2 separate regions of the Mus musculus genome follow, and region 1 is linked to region 2. The links are chromatin contacts, called in public Hi-C maps. All regions are on one chromosome and are shown on one strand. Each heading gives the region's core, a stretch centred on a gene start, on an enhancer-like site or on the middle of the called end of the contact. The rest is flanking DNA. Distances are from core to core; before and after follow the strand shown. Region 1 overlaps Kcnip4 (Kv channel interacting protein 4). Region 2 overlaps Kcnip4 (Kv channel interacting protein 4).

Region 1 (2,869 bases), core at 215-2,714, 85 kb after region 2:
CATTTGAACATTTGTTATGGAGGCTTGAGGCTCACAGTGTTTATTGTCCTTGGGCAACATAGTTCTGACTGTCCTTAAAGTGCTTATTTGCTACCATGAAAGTAAGTGCTTTTGATTAATTTGAAACATCAATTTTCTTGCCCTTTGAAAGAAGGAGAGAATCTATTGTGGAGTAGTTCATGATGACAGAGGACAGCAGCAAGTGCAATTTATAGTAAGGTCTTATTATTATGTTAAAATAAAAAGTTTAGAAATCTCTCATTTGTTTACTTCAAGATGATGATGATGATGATCCCTTTTTTTTTTTTTTAAAGACAGGGTATCTTTATATAGTCTTGTCTATCTTATAACTTGATTTGTAGACTATTGTAGTTTCAAACTCAGAGATCTGCCTGCCTCTGCCTTCTGAATGCTGGGACTAAAGGTCTGTGCCACCAGTACCCAAATAACATTTGTTTGTAAGGAAGAGAAGTAGACAGAAAACATCAAGGCTGGGTGTTTAAATTTAACCCTTCTCATGAGATCTATCTTCATCCTTTATTACCATAGTTAATTATTCAAACAGACCTTACCTAAATTTAAATTTGGCAGACTTAAGACATACAGGAAAGGAAGAATAGCCAGGGTTCTAGTCTCTTCCCTAAAGCCCATTTATTCCTGGGGATCTCTTCAGATCACTGTTGCTGTCTCTGAATTCATACACTGTTGGACACTCTGTCAGTGTTTCTATGCAACACATGGCATTTCAGAAGTCCTGCTATGCTGCCTTTACCAGCAGTCTTTCTGTGACTCACTCTTCTGCAATACAAAGTGTAAGTTTTCCAGGAAAGAATGTGGTGCCATAGGAAATGCCACCACTAATATCCTTTGAAAGTGTGTAAGTTCTCAGAGCAGGGAACTGATTATAGGGCTGCCATGGTTCAAGGTCTCTGACTATCCATACCCACTGGACACACACTGCTTTCCATTGCCGAGCTTAAACATCTTTAAAGAGGGTGAATACCTTCTGTAAAAACCTTATACCAGAGTTTAAACTTTTACCTACAGCTCTAGCATGCTTAAGCACCTCTGGGTACAGTAGGATAAGGACATCCATATCGTGGAAATTTTTCTCAAACAGACTTAGAAAGCCATTGACAGGAACAGTCCCCATTACTGGCAAATTTGTGAATTTGAAATATATTAACTAGGCAAGTCATTCCTGTGGCTTACAAAGATTTTTCAGCTTCAGAATTTCTTTGCTGACTTTCCACTTTTTCTTGAGTAAATTCTATAAAATATTAAGCTGTGTATTGGCTTTATTGTTGACTCATCATAGCAGGGATGCACAACACTGAAGCTGTATTCTTATGTGCACATTAAACTTTTAGTCTGAGATTTTGCTCTTGCAATATTCTAATGAACTACGTTTACAAAGAGTGCTCGCTCTGTAATTGCTGTCTGTGAGGCAATGATCTGACTGATTCCCTTTGGGTCTCTTTAAACCTTCACAGGAGTGGGAAGGAGTTAATCTTCTGTTTTCAGTCAAGTGATGTTTAGAAGCCTGTACTAATTTCACCTTCAGTGAACCAGTGGCGTTCAAGATGCTGGAAACAGCAAGGACAGATGTATCATTTGCGTACTCAGTCAGGTGTGCCTGGCTTCTCATCGTTTTATCATTTCCCCTTGTAATTTGTTTAAATCCAGAATCCCATCATTAGCTTATATCACTGCTGCAAAATTGTTGACATTCTTTCATTTATTCATTAGAGACTTTCTGCGGATAGGTTATTCATAACTACAAATTGGCTGAACTATAAAGTCACATATCTTTAATTGTGTACTATATGAAGTCAAGTTTGGAACTCAATTTGAAATGTACTATCCTGATTTTATGACACTAGGATACTTTAGTCCATACTTTCACTCATCACTGATTTAGAAGAAAGGTCTCTGCATTGTGTCAAATGTTAGAATAAGGCAGTAAGAAACACCGCAACTAAACACTCCAGCTTCTAATGACTCCACTTTGATACCAGTTCTGGCACTGAGCAGCATATCAGCTAGACCACTTCCTTGTATCTTTGATTGCATTGTATATGATAATGGATAGACAAGATGGTTACTAACCTTTAAAATATGGCAGAACTGATTCTAAGATAAGTACAAACACACATCCACAAACTCAGCAAATTCACATTATGTTTCTTGGCAACTTTTTTTTTTTTTTTTTTTTTTTTTTTTTTTTGTGATGCTTAGTATTTTGCCAGCAACAACTGTACAAAAGATGGGACACTTGTGGGCTGGTTAAAAAATCTGAGCTATAACACTAAGCTTTAGTGTGGACTTGCTATCTAACAAGTTGAGGGTGTATCTTTCATTTCAAAATCATGGTCAGGGCTCAGAACTCTCTAAAAACTGGTGTTATAATGATAACATGCTATGATGATACAGATAAGATCTGTATATGAATATAAACAAGGTTCAGAATGCTTTAACGATTTATTGTGGATCCATAGTAAGAATGCTAATGTTTTCTAAATTTAGTCTTGTCCTTCCTTTATTCAAATACTTTCAAAGATTCACAGAGGACTCTGGATAAGTCAATTGTTTATCTGAACCTACAACATAGAGGTTGGATGCGCTTTTGTACCTTCTTGCTCCAAATGCGTATGATTCTTGTGTCATTAGTAAGATGCCCCATTGCCTTACCTGTGACGAGCCTGGGTATATGTGTGTGGATTTCATCTTCCTGGTATACGCCTAAGGACTTGACTTCAATGAGAAAATGTTCCCTTTGGGTTCTGGATTAAGAGACGTCCGTTAATTGTCTACTGGCTCTATGTTTAAGGGCCTATGGCAACGTGTAGAAGCACGTGACAAAGGAAGA
Region 2 (3,015 bases), core at 494-2,993:
ATGTCACCAGTGAAAAATAAGACCTACTGAAGCCTTAAGCTGTATTTGATATCAAAAATCTTAATATAGTTAGAAAATAGTGCCTTATAATTATTCATGCCAATGTGCTCATGGTGGGCTATCAGTTATGAATAGTCTAGTCCAATGGTGATCCTGTCTCATCTATTCTTTATGTCTTCTCAAGTCAATACAAATTATGGACCAAAACATTAATTTAGTAAATGAACTATTTTTACTGAATGGAAATATTGAGACATTAGTAAGTGGATGTGATTTTGATCCCAATTTAAACAAAAACATGTATAAACATAAACATACATATAATCATGTATTTAAAGCTTCCTCTTTTGTATGAGCTCCTGACTATTATCAGTACATACCCTTTTAGTTATTATAACATCATTTGAATAAGCAGGAAAATGTTTGCTATTTTTTAGAGATAAAGTAAATGACTCATTTATCTAGGAAACATAGCCACAGGCTTTGCCAGTATTTTGTTGTTGGAGGAAAAGCAATTTCTATTCATATTTGTGATGCTGGTAGAAAGTTTTCATACTAAACCATAGGTAATGTGGTCTATCATATTCCTTAATTTTATAAATATGCATTCATACACAAGCATGGTCATGTTTTGGGATTAAGATTAATGTTATGAAAAATCATGTGACTCTGAGAATTTGGTACTGGTTCTAAAGATAACTAAATGTACAGAATTTAGGTATAACATCTTTGTATGTTTCCCTGATCCACCCTCTTCCTACCATTAGTGCTTTGAGTAAAGAAGTTGATTATTTTTTTCTTTTTCCTTTTTCTTTTTTACAGTTCCACATGGGGTTTATGGTGGGGGAAGGGGGGAGGTGATGACAAAGACAAGGAGAAGGAGAGAGAAAGATCAGAGGGGCTGCCTTTATTTGGATTGTGATATAGCCACTAGCAGGTAAAGGTGGGAGTGAGTCAAGTGGATGCTGGGAATGTATGGCAGTACCATGGCAACAGATGTGTGGGTCTCTGTGGCCTATGTGTGATGTCACTGGGTTCAGAGACAATCTGCCATGCTGGTTCCTGATACCAACATAGCTCCTTTTTTCTTATCATCAAGAGGAAAAAAAAAGGGCGGGGGGGGGCGAGGAGGGAGAACCCAATGGTGAACAGGAAATAGGGACACTGTGTCTTTTAAACTGCTTCCTGCTGTCTAGGGGTGTCGTCAAAAGAAGTTAATTTTATCAGCAATATTATCACACACTTTGGTGTTCCATCTTCTCATTTTGCCTAGCCAATAGGAAGGACTAAAATGGGATCTCAGGGGAAACAAGGGCAGAACTGAAGATGTACAGTCTACAATCTGGAAGCAGAAGTCTAGACTCACTGCTTTCCAAGATTTCTTTTAAACGTGAAGACCTATGAATAAATCAAATATAGTCAAATTTACAGGGGACTGTTCAGTAGACGCCAGAGGTGATGAAGACATATCTCCCTGAAAAAAATGTTGGAAATATAGGTTTCATAGATCTGGAAACCCAACTCTGCTATTTATGAAAGTTTTGTTTTTGTATCAATAAATTTTAGATATTTTATGTGATTAAATAATCACTTTTTAGATCTTATTAGATGAGCTACAACTTGTCAATTATTTATTCTGATGGTGCTTCATGTGCTAAGTGTTATGTGTGAACTATATGATTTAATCCTGTGCTAATAATACACTTTCCAGATGATAACAGAGCTTTCTGAGTCTCCAGTGTGCTATGCTCCTTTCTTCCATAAACCAGGTTCTTTTTCAGGCTCTCAGTTATTACTTCATCAGGGATGCTTGCCCTGAACCACATCATATCTTTTCCTAACTTACATCCACTTTTAAGAGCAGAAGCACGATTTTACTTCCTTCTTAATACTCATTCCATCAAGAGGGGATTATCTTTGTTTTCATGTTATTTCTACCCTCCCAAAATCAGTGCCAAGAGACATGTAACTTGAAAAATGTTCTCTCTTAGAGTATTCTTCATGTTTCATATGGACTCTGTAAATAAATCCAAGATAGTATTGTGGAGTAAAGATTAAATAAGGAAACTGTGGATCAAAATATCCCAGGAATTTGTTTCATAGCAATCACAACAAGAACCCAATATGTTCTAGGATGCTGGTGTCTGTTTTGGATACCTCTGGGGCTAATTATATTTGATGTTAATTCCATTCTCCTGTGAGTAGTTGCATCCAAGGAATGAGTCAGCACTCAGGTGATTTCCTGTAAACCTGCTTCCCACCTTAATTTGTAAAATAAAGGAGAGCTGATGATTGGGCAGATAAAAGGGAAGGTGGAGCAGAAGGTGTGGAGAGGAAGAGGGAGAAAATGGATGAGGGAGAGGATGCAGAGGAGGAAGAAGAAAAGCAGAGCAGAAGCACATGGCCTGGAGAAACCACAAATTCTAAGGGGTCTCATAGATGTGGAAGATGGTAGTGTAGCAGTAGATCTGCCCTATCTAGGCGCACAACATTTAATCCTATTAACTGAGTTGTGTTTTCATTGCCTGGACATCTTTGGGTTGGAGATTTACTGTAACAGGTGTCCATTTACTTCTTTAAGTTATTGTTGGAAGAAGGAAATGCACCAAAGAGTGCTGTAGCACAAGCTTTAAAGAATTGAATTTACATCTCAGAGAGAAAGCTGGCAGTAGTTTGGTGACCAGTACAGTGGTGGGTGGGGAAGCAACAAGGGAGGAAGGAACAACTTCAGAAAGTAGGTAGCTGATAATGGCAGGCAAGTGACCCCGGGGACTCCTGGATCCACTGCAGGGTGAGGCAATTGGGCTGCTGCATTTGTCTGAGGTTCATCAACAGTCTGGGATGGGCATTAAAAGATCAGTAGGAAGTTGAGTCCTCAGAGGACAGGGAGGTGAGCCCAAAACTTGAATTAGACAATTCTTACTTTAGTAGACAGCTGTTTCTAGTCTCTATCCTCACCTCATTTCTCACTGTTGTTCAGAAGTTATTAACACCAAGAAGAACTCTACATCCTAA

The links. A called contact is a pair of places that touch in the nucleus more often than the background predicts.
Region 1: a contact with region 2 is called in a Hi-C map of olfactory sensory neurons, with 1.6 times the contacts expected there. The contact joins two enhancer-like sites. A contact is called at or near these places in 2 of 484 Hi-C or Micro-C datasets (nephron progenitors and olfactory sensory neurons), 1 of 115 datasets of contacts at active chromatin or transcription factors (embryonic stem cells) and 2 of 9 other capture datasets (adipose tissue and pancreatic islet).

What each region holds. Positions count from the first base shown.
Region 1 is chr5:48,587,472-48,590,340 of GRCm38.p6, forward strand. All of the region lies in intron 1 of Kcnip4 (Kv channel interacting protein 4), which reads right to left. Among named protein-coding and RNA genes, the nearest start is that of Gm52772, 160 kb to the left of the region's middle. Within about 2 kb of position 1,465, at least 2 of the 459 cell types and tissues checked have an H3K27ac peak or open chromatin away from gene starts, as enhancers often do. A contact at or near this core is called in olfactory sensory neurons, where this site is marked.
Region 2 is chr5:48,502,183-48,505,197 of GRCm38.p6, forward strand. The region is part of intron 2 of Kcnip4 (Kv channel interacting protein 4); the gene reads right to left. Among named protein-coding and RNA genes, the nearest start is that of Gm52772, 74 kb to the left of the region's middle. Within about 2 kb of position 1,744, at least 4 of the 459 cell types and tissues checked have an H3K27ac peak or open chromatin away from gene starts, as enhancers often do. A contact at or near this core is called in olfactory sensory neurons, where this site is marked.